Regions from separate parts of the Mus musculus genome. Here all the other regions are linked to region 2. Evidence: chromatin contacts called from public ChIA-PET and Hi-C data. All regions are on one chromosome and are shown on one strand. The core of a region is the stretch at or near the end of the contact, and the rest is flanking DNA. Distances in the headings are between cores, read along the strand shown.

Region 1 (4,160 bases), core at 1,024-3,523, 310 kb after region 2:
CACAAGCAAAACGTCAATGAACATAAAATAAAAACAAATTACAAAATGTTTTCTCAGCTTATTAGTGGGTTATTAAAAATTTGTATGACATAGGAAAGGTGACATGTGGGGTGGGTGGGGGGGGGAAGAGGAGGGAAACGGGAGGTGGTATGGTTATATTTCATTATATTCATATATGAAATTCTCAAAGCATAAATTAATATATGTTTTTTGGAACGTAAAAAAATTTCCACATATTAAGGCTGGACGAGGAGACCCTAGTCTTACTTCACTTAGTATGCCATCTCCCAAGACAGTTGGTGTCCTTGGGAGGCCTGCTTTTTTCTGAAGGGCAATCGAGGAGAGGTAGGGGGTTGAGTAGGAGGGACTGGGAGGAGAGGAGGGGGGAACAGCAGTCGGGATGTAATATATGGGAGAAGAATAATTTCCTTTTCAAATTTCCCAGCTTATGGGTAGAGATGAGAGACTGTTCAGTCCCCTCCCCCATCATGCTTCCGCTCTCTCTCTCTCTGTACCCCCCTCTTGTGAGGACATCTTAACAAGTCATAGGTTTGGAGGGGTGCTGCAGACCAGGGATATCGACAATGTGTCCCAGCCCTGGAAGCACAGGGGTCCCCTGAACTGTAATGTCTGTGTGTTTCTCCAGGTCCAGCGGCTCCTGTATGAGAGCCCCAAGCGGGCTTCTCGGACGGTTCTTCTTATCACCCAGCAGCTCAGCCTGGCAGAGCAGGCCCACCACATCCTCTTTCTCAGAGAAGGCTCTGTCGGCGAGCAGGGCACCCACCTGCAGCTCATGAAGAGAGGAGGGTGCTACCGGGCCATGGTAGAGGCTCTTGCGGCTCCTGCAGACTGACAAGGCCTCTGGACTGCACACTGCGTGCTGTCCCCCTCCTGTCCTCTACTCTGTGTGACAGAGAACCTGGGAGCAAAGATATTACCACACCCACGGAGACAGTTGAGGAGCGGAGGTGCTTGTTACATGAGAAAATGTAAACTCTAGGAGATACCCGGAATTTACCACGAATGTGTTTCCCCGACCCGCTCCCTATTAGACGGGGTTTCAGGTACCTCACACCAACACTGAGCTGCTAAATCTCCGGTCTCCACCCTCCCGGTGCTGAGCTTGTATCACAGCATGCACACACAAACCTGGTTTATGTGGCGTTGTGATAGAATGAGAAGAAACGCCCAAAGTGTACAGAGAGAAAGGACAAGCAGCTTGCAATTAACCAAAGGCATAGGCTGGCATTTGGGTGTTCTATGGGTGTTTGATATTTGTAATAAAACTGGTGTTTTGTACTGTGGCTTCTCCCGTTTCTTAGCTCCCGCAAAGTCCTAGCTGAGTTAGTCAGCCCCCCCCCCCCCCCCAGGACAGTGTCCCGTTCTTCTTCAGAATTCTGTTTTACTTCTGGGTCCATCAGCTTTTATTTCCTGGGGCTCTCATTTCTCTTTACTGCTCACCCACGGACTCCTAGTGCTGAGCTGGACCGGGCGGCAGCCCCTCCCTCTCCGCACCCCAAGGCAGCAGCAACTGCATCTTGGAGTCCTTCTCTTCCTCGCTGAGGCTGGAGGAAGCGCGGTAGCGCCGCGGGTGGGGACCCCAGAAAATCAGACTGGATAACCTCGCCCGCCCGTTCAGATTCTTTCATCTTCTCCTCAGCGGCACACGCCGGGATAATCTCAATGAAATGGATAGGATTAGCCAGTAAATCTCTTCCATTCAGGGAGGGCCCGGTGTGTGACGTCAGCAGTTCCTGGGCAGATAATGTCCATAAAGGTTGCAAAGAAGAGGTGGGGTTGAGGATTCAAGGAAGGAGCGCGCAGCCCTGACTTGCGCGACGTGAGCAGCCCCGGGCAAGGGCGCGTCCTCGTGGGTGGCTCAGGGTAGTGAGACTGTTGAACCAAGAGGGGCCCTAGGAGGGACACATGAAAAGGCCCGACTGAGTCCTCTCCTTGGTTCGTCTTTCTCCGTTTTTTCCTGGTTGTCCCAGGACCTAAAGACCCCTGTGCATCCATTTATCGCATTTTCCAGTTTCTATAAAATGATGCTCATTTATTTGAGTGCTGCCCCCATCCCCAGGACGCACGCCTAGGTGGATCTGCTCAATACTCCTCTCAGGTTCCAACGTTCTAGACAACCTCTTTAGGAGATAGGACCCTATTCAGTCCTCCGCTGTTCCCAGAAGATGCCCCCCCCCGTCCCCCGCCTGTGGGTCTTCACGCACCCCACTGCTAGGCGGCCTCCGAAGGCGCACCTCTTCTTCCACCCCACAGCCCATTCTCTAGCTGGTTTCACTGATGTGGCAGCAGGAAAACTCGTCCCCAACACATTGTTTTAGTTCAGACACCCATTAACTGGGCTCTACTCGGAAAGGGCAGGGGATGGGGGTGGGGGACTGGTTCCCTCCCCTTGGTACTGTGGCTTTCGCTTTCACTTCCTTGTCGCAGAGTCGACGGATCTTCGGGGCCAAGTGGTCATGGCGTTACTGGATCTGTGCGGTGCCGCTCGGGGGCAGCGGCCCGAGTGGGCTGCCCTGGATGCGGGAAGCGGGGGTCGCTCGGACCCGGGACACTACAGTTTCTCCGCGCAAGCTCCGGAGCTCGCACTTCCCCGGGGAATGCAGGTGAGGACTGTAGGGCGTTCTGGAGAGATGCAGGAGGTGGGTGGTGGTGGGTGGCACAGAGGAAGGAGTGTCTGCCTGGGTCTGAGGAGGTGAGGACGCCAGGAGGGGCCGTCCAGGAGAGCAGCATCGAGGCTAGCCCTGAAGAACCAACGTGGAGATTAAGGCATGGGAAGGCGGGAGAAAGGGGTGGGGGAGGGACAGAAGGAGAGAGAGTCACGCACGGAGTTGAGACAGCGAGACTGAGAAGATGGTTGGTGCCAATCCCAAGACACAGTGCACAGACCACCATGCCTTCCACAGACTCACTGCTAACTACTACAGGGGCTGTACAGTTGTCTTGGAAGACCTATGAACTTTGGTGGCCTTACTTGGTCTCAGCAACCCACCCTGTGTGTCCTACGACACATTAGATGGCCTAGGTCTCAAGCCCCTCTACTGTAAAATGAGAGCAAGTTATTAAAATGTGCTTTCGAGAACCAAAGGAGCCACGGATTAGGAAACACCTTGAAGTCGCCTACCATGACCTTTGTTCCCACGTGCTGGAAAGCAGAAAGCTGGTGGGCTTAAATCCTGCTTTTCTTTCTTCGGAGCTACTGACATCTAGAGTCTGCAGACCCCTCCTCACTCTGCCACCCTGCCAGGAGCCTCCTAGCACTGAGGTGCCCCTCTGCCTCTTGCATCTCTTAGCCCACCGCATTCCTGAGGTCCTTTGGTGGTGACCAGGAAAGGAATGTTCAAATTGAGATGGCCCACGGCACAACCACACTCGCCTTCAAGTTCCAGCATGGCGTCATCGTGGCTGTGGACTCCAGGGCCACTGCAGGGAGTTACATTAGTGAGTATGTGTGCTCCATGTGTGCTCCAATGGTCCGACTCGTGGAGCTGTTCCCTCAGTAGAGCAGAAGGCCTGGGCCGAAGTTCAGACAGAGCTGGCATTATAGCACACTGAGGGTGGGGGTGGGATGGGGGGTGAGGGGTGGGTGGGGAGCTGTGGGCTCATTTCTTTGATCTCAAAACTCTTCCAGGCTCCTTAAGGATGAACAAAGTGATCGAGATTAACCCTTACCTGCTTGGCACCATGTCTGGTTGTGCAGCCGACTGCCAGTACTGGGAGAGGCTGTTGGCCAAGGAGTGCAGGTAGGCCGGTTTTATCATCTCATTTGTTCAGCCCCTCCCCCGTCCCCACCATGTCCCAGGTCACTTACACCCCCATCGGGTGATCCATTTTAGCAACCATAAGGGATATATATATATATATATATATATATATATATATATATATATATATATATCTCCTTCATGTGATTAAAAATCTCCCAAATCCTAGCCTGGGTCCCTGCTTATAAACCAGATAATCTGGCAGTCACTTAACCTGCAGGGTGGTATCATTTACTAGGCTTTTAAAATGCGGATCAGAGATTTTAAATTCCCAAACTCTCCTTTACTCTTATGTCCCGTCCCACAAGTCCATACCTTCCAAACACTCATCTCTACAATCCCTGCTCCCTCGTGCTATGGGAGAAAATGAATGCAGGT
Region 2 (4,039 bases), core at 536-3,035:
ATACAAAAAACCCAACTTTATTACTGAGTAATTGAAAAGCACTACCTTTTATGTTTTTCATGCTTTTTCTGGACAACTCTAACCAGTATAAATCTCTCTCTCCCTGCCGAAAGGGAGACACAAGGACCTCTTCTCTCAGACACACTTAACACACAGTACAGCTGGGCACTGATGGCGCACACCTTTAACCCCAGCACTCGGGAGGCAGAGGCAGGCAGATCTCTGAGTTCTAAGCCAGCCTGGTCTACAGAGTGAGTTCTAGGACAGCCAGGGTTACACAGGGAAAACAGCTACCACCACCACAAAACAACAACAAACAAACCACAAAACAACAACAACAAACAAACAAAACAACAACAACAAATCAGCAAGCAAACCCTGCTATTCTTGGGCATGCTACCAGCTTCAGGTTACTAGGTCAAATTTATATTGGTTTTTTTTTTTTTTTTTGAGACAATGTATCACTGGCCTGAATCTCCAAGCTCTGGTCTGAGCCTCCACACAGGTGACCTCAGGTGCACAACTGACTTCAGGATGGTTCGTTGCTTTTGGTTCAGGGGACTATAGACCCAGGTGTTTCTTGGATGCTCGCCTAGCACTGCACCACAGACCTCTTCCTTCCAGTTTTAACTCTCCATACCTTAGTTAATGTTGTTCCTCCTAGCTTTCTTCTTCCCCTTCCATCTGCTTGAACCTTTACTGTCCTTCACTCCCTCCCAATAGAGATACAAATTGTATTATGTCTGTCTCCCCAGGGAGTGTCAGCTCACTGGTAGCTAGGACTCCTGTCTCCTACATAAGTACAGCTGTGCAGGGCCAGAAGATGCTTGGCAAATACTGCAGGAACAAATCTGAGAAAAACTATTTTACTTTTTAACTGTCACCTGTCACAGTGCAGTGCTCTCCCTTTTGGCTGTGAGTATACCAGAAAGTCTCTTCAAGCTGAACACCGACTGTGAGTCAGTCTAGACTGAAATGCTGGTAAACAAAGAATGCAGGCCGGTCTTTCCTGACACCAGAGAGATCAGTCCATTAATTGCCACACACATACGCCTCAGATGCTTGTGGTGAAGAAGGGCACCCCCATAAACTAGTCAGCAGTCCAAATGAGCAAAAGGAAGAGGCAGGCGAGGGAATAAGGATCCTCTGGGCCGATGCCCCCATTTCTCCTCTCCCCTTCCTCTATCCCGATCCAGCAGCAACACAACAGGTCATCAGCAAGAAAGGTACTTTGCGGACAAGCGACAAGGCCTCTTTCAGAACCCTCGCTTCTCCCACAAGGCGATCTGTAAGAACTGAGAAGCACAAACATGTCGAATCCGCTTGAGAATTCGAAATGGGAAATGCTGGAGGGGGATAAGGGACACGGGATGGTCGCGCCTGCACGACTGGAATGGCGGGCCAACGTCGCTGCGACTGTCCTGGGACCTCGCCGTGTGTGTGTGTGTGTGTGTGTGTGTGTGTGTGTGTGTGTTGCCCTCACTGACTCGGCCGCTGGTGTCCTGGGCGCGAGGCGGTGCGACCCTCCCCTGCAGGACGGCTTGCCCCGACCTGTCCCCGGGACGCGGGTCTCCGGGCGGCCGGCCTGCGTCCTCCGATCTTGGCGCGAGGTCGTCTCCGCCGCACTCACCTGCGCCTGCACGTCCATGGTGGTCCGCACAGAAAGGGTGCAAAGGCAGCAGGCAGGACGATGAGACCCGCGTCCTCTCAAGGGCTCGCGCCGCAAAACGCCGAAGCCAGGCTGTCCAGGAGCCAGGCCAATCAGCCACACCCGCCACTTTTGAATTTCAACCTCCGCGCAGTCAACGCACTTCAATCCGCAGAGGCCAATCCGCGCCGGCGCCGCGGTCGCGAGCCAATCACGGTGCCCTCCGCCTCCGGGGCCACGCCCCCTGAGTCGCGACTCTTCTAGTCCGCTAGAGCACCAGAACTAGACCCCTTGGATCCTACTTCCGGATCCGCTCTTCCTCTTTTCTCCCTCTCCCCCTCCCGAGCGCCGAGCGCGGCTTCCTGAGGTCTCTGGTTGCGTCAGAAGTGCGCTTGTGTGGAGGAGTGGCGTGGGGGAGGCAATACGCATGTGCCTGAGCGGGGTCGGGGCGGAGCGAGCGCCACCTAGCGGATACTGCTGAACTTGCACACCTCCTCGCCAACCCTGTAGACTGGAGACTGTTACACCGAGGTCGCTCTTGGTCCACTTTCTCAGGTCCGAAAAGTGGAAGCTGGTTGATGGCGCTGACCTGTCCTCAAAGAAGAAAAAGTGGAACCCATATCTGGAGATGTAATAAAGTCATAAATCTAGAGTAGGGCCGGGAGGATAGCAAACTGGTTATCCCTGAAACTCATATAATGTGGAAGGTGAGAACTAATTCGCCACAAAGTTTTCTGTGCCCCTCCTGCCTCCAATATTATATATTATACATAAACAATATGTATTATATACATAAACATATATCTTTACACATATAAATAATACCCAATAGTACGTATTATATATATAAGCATATATATATATATATATATATATATATATATAAAACACATAAATTACATATATATTTATTTTGTTTTTTCGAGATTGGGTTTCTCTGTGTAGCCCTGACTGTCTTGGAATTCTATTTGTAGAACAGGCTGGCCTTGAACTCAGAGATGCTAGGGCTACCCTGTGCCACCATGCCCAGGTCAATAAACAATCTTTTAGATTAAAAAATCAAAACAAAACTAGAAGCCAGGCTTGGTGGCACACGCCTTTAATCCCAGTTCCCAGTACTCAGAATGCAGAGGCAGACAGATCTCTTGAGTTCAAGGCCAACCAGGTCTACAAAGTAAATTCCAGGGCAGCCAGGCTCTGTAGAGAGACCCTGTCTTAAATAAATAAAGAAACACACACACACACATACATACATACATAACTGGATAAATAAATAGTATGTTTCTTTTTTTTTTTTTTTTTTTTTTGGTTTTTTGAGACAGGGTTTCTCTGTGTAGCCCTGGCTGTCCTGGAACTCACTCTGTAGACCAGGCTGGCCTCGAACTCAGAAATCTGCCTGCCTCTGCCTCCCGAGTGCTGGGATTAAAGGCGTGCGCAACCACACCCAGCAGTTTCTTTTTTTTTTTAAAGATTTATTATATGTAAGTACACTGTAGCTGTCCTCAGACACTCCAGAAGAGGGCGCCAGATCTCATTACGGATGGTTTTGAGCCACCATGTGGTTGCTGGGATTTGAACTCAGGACCTTTGGAATAGCAGTCAGTGCTCTTAACCACTGAGCCATCTCTCCAGCCCAAATAGTATGTTTCTTGACACCAAACTCTAAATCTACAGCCCCCAAAGACCTTACTTGAGATGTTTCCAAGTCTACAAATGTTAATGGGGGGACACTAGAAAATTTCTGGTTATAATTCGCCAAACTGGTTATAATTTTAAACTAGACAGTATTTCCCTAGTGACTTTCTAGAAAAAAAGCAAAAGTTTTAGTGTGTGACAAAATGTGAGTTTGTCTTCTACTGAAACCTGTTTTGGGAGTTTATCTTTCTTGGCATGAAGCCTGACAGCAAGGTAAACCAACCTGTGAGATTTTACACATGGGATGGACTGACCTGGCCCCTGCAGCCTTGGGATAGGAGCTGGCTCAGGAAGGACGGCCTGCTGCTGCTAAACTGTCTGATGCAGCCAAAGCTCCATCACAGAGCTCAGAGAAGGATACATTTGGACAACAAAGGGAAAACAAATATCTTCCTTATGTATCAATTAGAATAACAGAGGCTTACCAGAGCAAGACGAAATCCTCACAGGAGGTGATCTCAGTGGCTTCGTTGGGGGCTAGGTCAGTCTTCAGCTGGCTGGCAGAGCAGTCCCGGATTGCAGCAGCCACACCCAGAAGATCTGAAAGATTTTTCTGCAGAGAAGGAATTTGGGAGAACGACTCACCTCGGTGAAACAGTCAACCCAATGTTGTTCTTAAATTGCGCAGGTCCTGCCAGCAGGCAGTTCTTTGCCCAGTGGTCAGTAGTACCACACTTGAAGCGAGCTCCAGGGGAG
Region 3 (4,550 bases), core at 1,125-3,624, 280 kb after region 2:
CACACACACATGCACACACACACACACACACAGAGACAGAGAGAGAGACAGAGATGGAGAGACAGAGAGATAGATAGGCACACACACATACACACACACACACACACAGAAAGAAAGAAAGAGAGGGACACAGAGAGACATAGAGACAGACAGACACACACAGAGAGAAAGACAGACAGACAGAGAGACAGACAGACAGACACACACAGAGAAATAGGAGAGATAGACAGACAGACACAGAGGGAAAGACAGACAGACAGACAGACACATCTCTCTCTCTCTCTCTCACACACACAGAAAGAGACAGGAGAGATAGACAGACACACACAGAGACAAACAGAGACAGAGGCAGCAGAGAAAGAGAGAAGAGAGAGAGACACAGAGAGACATAGAAACAGACACATACAGAAAGAGAGAGATAGAGTCAGAGAGAAACAGACAGACAGACAGACAGACACACACACACTCAGGAAAAAGAGACACAAGGCAGAATCAACCCTGAACACCCGCTTTGCACCCGCTGGTCAGCCAGGTTTCCTGCCCATTGTCAGTCTTTGCTGACACCTACAGGCTACAACTTGTTAATGATTTTTAAATGGAAATTTAAACTCTCCTTTTGTGGATGTTTCTGGGCAGCCTCAGACTCAGTGGAATGAGAGATCATTTCTTGAATATTCCTAGAAAAGAAATCACACCATTGTCCAAGTCTCTGTAAGGTTGACCTACTGATTAGAACTCCCTGATTGTGGAGAGCTGTGGAGTTGAAGCTCTAAAGTCAGATTTATTTATCAGTCACTTTCTTTAGTATTCTTAAAGTCATTTGGAGTCCACCTCTGAAGCTGATGTGACATCCTGAACTAGAATCATTTCTGTTGATGGAAAAATACCCTGATCATCCCCCTCAAAAAATAGGAGGAAGGTTTTGACAATTCCAGGTGACGTCTATCATTGTGGGGAGGTAAGGTGGCAATCTGAAATAGCTGGTCACTTCACACCTTCAGTCAAGAGCAGAGAGAAAGGAATGTATGCGTGTTGCCTGCTTATGGTAAGCTCACCATCTCTGCTCTTACGAGCTTCAGGATGCCTGCCTAGGGAATGGTGCCACCCACAGTGGGCTGGGTCTTCCCATATCAATTAACTTCAGACAACCCCTCACAAACATGCCCACAGGCCAACCCAGTGTAAAATCCTTCATTGAGAGTCCCTTCCCAAGTTATTGTGAGTCATGTAAAGTTGATGGTTAAAGCTGTCAATCATAACCCTTTCAACTATGAGGGGAAAAATATTTTGAGTATATTAACTTAGCAAACTGCTGGTTTCCACTGATCCCCAAACTCAGAGTGCCATAAGATAGTACCTGAAATCTACAGCAGAGAAAGACTTCTTGTTTTGCTGTAACCCACTTGCCCTGACATCCCTACTAATGTATTTGGCGGGTGGCTTGATTTATGACTTCCTATCAAAACGCTTATTTAACTGTCTTCCTGCCACAGGGCAAACTGAGCCGTTGTCCCTGGACTGTGGCCATCTACTTATATTAGGTTCAGAAAAACAAAATCTCTTATTCCTTTGATCTGAGAGGGAATGTTTTTTGTTAATAAAATAGAAGCTGAAAAACCCAAGGAATTCTGTGGCCACAGTGAAAATTTGGTAAATTAGGACTTTAGTGATACAGGGATGTCAGCACACAGGCAAAGCTATCCTTTAAGTAAATGCTGGAGACTGGGTGTGTCAGGCTGAGTAGGTGACTGCAGGCGTTTATCTGGGAGACAGCTCACACTTAATGCTCTGCTGGCACTAGATTCCATCCGCTTGCTATAGAGGCAAAGATTCTAACGGTGGCTAACTTCCACTCTCTGTGGAGATTAGAAAACGGTGGCTGGTTTTCTTTGGAATCTCCTTTAGCTGTTGCTGTTTTCAACTTCATACCTTGGATTCAGGATAATAAAATAACCAAGCTCTCCACACTTCCAAACCTGTGGATTTTCTCACTGGGTAGCCACTACACATTTGTCCACTAGGTGGCGCCAAAGACATGTGCTCTCACGACTCAGCCTGACACAATTAGGTACTTCTTAGTCCTTATTAAAAGAGCGATCCTAATATCAAATTTAAAGTGTTGGGGGGGGGGGAGACCCGGAAAAGAGAAGACAAGCAAAACAAGAGTTCAAATCTTGCTTGGTGTACAGGTTAGTTTTGTGTTAACTTTGACACAGGGAATAGGACCCTCAATTGAGAAAATGTATCCATCAAATTGACCGGTGGACAAATTTGTGGGCCATTTTCTTGATTAATGGTTGATGTGGAAGGGCACAGCCCACTGTGGGCGGTGCCACCCCTGAGAAGGTGGGCGTGGGTTTCTGAAAAGACAAAGCGAGTGAATCGTGGGTAGGTAGGAAGCAGCGTTCCGCTCACGCCTTACTTCAGTTCCTGCCTTGACTTTTCTCAAAGATAAACCGGAAACAGGATATGGAAACCATATAAGCCCTTTCCTCCCCAGCTTGCTTTTGATTATGGTGTTTATTACAGCAACAGAAATTAAATGAGGATATTTAACGCTAAGGTAACGTTTCTCTGGGTAGAATGTTACCAGTATTTTAGCGACTGCATATGCTTTCATTGAGGGCAAAGAATGTTTGTAGGAAATAGAACAACGGAAAGGAAATTACACATCTAAGCTGACATTGCCTCCTATCAGACTGTAGCAGGGGACTTAAAAATCTACCGGAGGGGCTGGAGAGATGGCTGCTTTTGCAGAGCACCCAGGTTTGGTCCCCAGCCCCTCACAACTGTTTGTAACTCCAGTTCCTGGAATCTGAACTCTCTCTGGCCTCCATGAGCAACACACACACACACACACACACACACACACACACAGAGAGAGAGAGAGAGAGAGAGAGAGAGAGAGAGAGAGTGAGAGAGAGAGAGAGAGAGAAATACCCACCCCATGCTGCATATACACACAGGCAAAACACTCATGCATGTCAAATTAAAATGTCTTAAAAAACTCATCTGAATATTTTCTTTCTTAGATTCCCCCCCCCCCCCCAAGACAGGGTTTCTCTGTGTAGCCCTGGCTGTCTTGAAATTCATTTTGTAGACCAGGCAGGCTTTGACCTCAGAGATCAATCTGCCTCTGCCTCCAGAGTGCTGGGATTAAAGGTATATGCTACCATGCCTGACACCTAGGCTGATTTTGAACTTAAAATTTCCCTGTTTACTCTCCCAAATGCTAAGATTGCAGGTGTGTGCCACCCTGTCTCATTTCATCTGAGTCTTAAGACAAGCCAGATAGAAGAAATGGTGAATGCACGTCTTAATTACTTTGCAATTGCCACGACAAAGCATCATGACCAAGGCAAACTTGTAGCAGAGTTTATTGGGGCTTACAGTTTCAGGGACGATAGCAGCAGGCAAAATGGCTTAGCACCATAGCAGTGGATGGGAGCTCACACCTGGTTCACAAGCAGGGGGCAGAGGTGGGGCAGGGAGAGCTAACTTGGAGTGGCCTGGGATTCTGAAACCTTGAAGTCCACCCCACCCAAAGCTAACACACCTCCTCCAAGGCCACACCTCTTAATCCTTCCCAAACACCTTCCCCAACTGGGGATAAGGCACTCAAAAATGTGCGCTTATGGGAGCTATAGTCACTCAGACCACCACAATGCATGAAGTTGAATTGAAACACTTTTTGAAAACATAATTTTTAGAGACTCAGTTTTGATTTTTACTTTTATGTGTGCTTCTGTGTATGTGCACCTGAGTGCAGTGCCCACAGAGGCCAGTAGAGGGCATCAGATATCCTGGAGCTGAAGTTACAGGTTGCTGTGTGTTTCAAGAAATATTAAAAAATGAACCCGCCAACTCTCAGTGGGGCCAGGCCATGCTCCTGCGCTCCTGTTGCCACCAACAACTCTCTAGAGCTAGCCCCTGTGCCAGGTGATCTCGCTCGCTCAGTCTCTCTGCCACCAACTCACCAGCCCTGCCACACGGCTCGCACTGGGCCATCTCTCAGATGGGCCCCCGAGTTCCTCTCACTTTCACACAATGCCCCACACAGCCCTGGTTAGCCATCTCAATACCTAATTACCTGGTAGAATCAAGACTCTTAATGCTTAATTAGTCAATCAGATTTATGTGTCATTAATAACACAATTTACAAAATGCCAATACAATAATTTCAGAGCTAAATGATAATGGTAAAGCTTTAACCCAATTATTCTAACCATTTGATAACATCATGTCAGCCTCCATTTTGGTTCTCCCTCTCCTCAGACCTCTCTCTCTCTGTCTCCTCAACTCCTCGCTCCACCTCCCGTCTTCTGTCCAATCACAAGCCTCCCACTGCCCTAATGTGATTGGACAGGGAAAATCCTGCAACAGCTGTGAGCTTCATTCATAACAAGGGTGTTGGGAGCCAAACTCCCGTCCTCTGTAAGAGTAGGATGCTCTCTTAGTTGTTGAGGGTTCTCTCCAGCCCCCTCTTGTCTTTCTTAATGTCAATTCTTCTCCCTCCCTCCCTCCCTCCTTCTCTTCTCTTTATTTTTCCT

The links. A called contact is a pair of places that touch in the nucleus more often than the background predicts. ChIA-PET counts read pairs in DNA pulled down with a chosen protein or histone mark.
Region 1: a contact with region 2 is called in an RNA polymerase II ChIA-PET map of memory CD8 T cells, with 11 read pairs. The contact joins the promoter of Psmb8 here to the promoter of Kifc1 in region 2. A contact is called at or near these places in 2 of 39 promoter capture datasets (the C10 cell line and the HPC-7 cell line) and 2 of 115 datasets of contacts at active chromatin or transcription factors (embryonic stem cells and memory CD8 T cells).
Region 3: a contact with region 2 is called in a Hi-C map of the Ba/F3 cell line, with 3 times the contacts expected there. The contact joins the enhancer-like site here to the promoter of Kifc1 in region 2. A contact is called at or near these places in 2 of 39 promoter capture datasets (the C10 cell line and the HPC-7 cell line), 1 of 484 Hi-C or Micro-C datasets (the Ba/F3 cell line) and 1 of 115 datasets of contacts at active chromatin or transcription factors (effector CD8 T cells).

Annotation. Positions count from the first base shown.
Region 1 is chr17:34,195,922-34,200,081 of GRCm38.p6, forward strand. Psmb8 (proteasome (prosome, macropain) subunit, beta type 8 (large multifunctional peptidase 7)) reads left to right here and starts at 2,274. Exons shown (of 6, transcript NM_010724.2): 1 at 2,274-2,624; 2 at 3,312-3,459; 3 at 3,650-3,761. The coding sequence starts at 2,478. Tap1 (transporter 1, ATP-binding cassette, sub-family B (MDR/TAP)) reads left to right here. Exons shown (of 11, transcript NM_013683.2): 11 at 647-1,304. The coding sequence ends at 853.
Region 2 is chr17:33,888,848-33,892,886 of GRCm38.p6, forward strand. It overlaps Kifc1 (kinesin family member C1), which reads right to left and starts at 1,786. Exons shown (of 11, transcript NM_001195298.1): 1 at 1,631-1,786. The coding sequence starts at 1,648.
Region 3 is chr17:34,168,942-34,173,491 of GRCm38.p6, forward strand. No RefSeq gene overlaps it. Among named protein-coding and RNA genes, the nearest start is that of Psmb9, 16 kb to the right of the region's middle. Within about 2 kb of position 2,375, at least 97 of the 459 cell types and tissues checked have an H3K27ac peak or open chromatin away from gene starts, as enhancers often do. A contact at or near this core is called in the Ba/F3 cell line, the HPC-7 cell line and effector CD8 T cells, where this site is marked.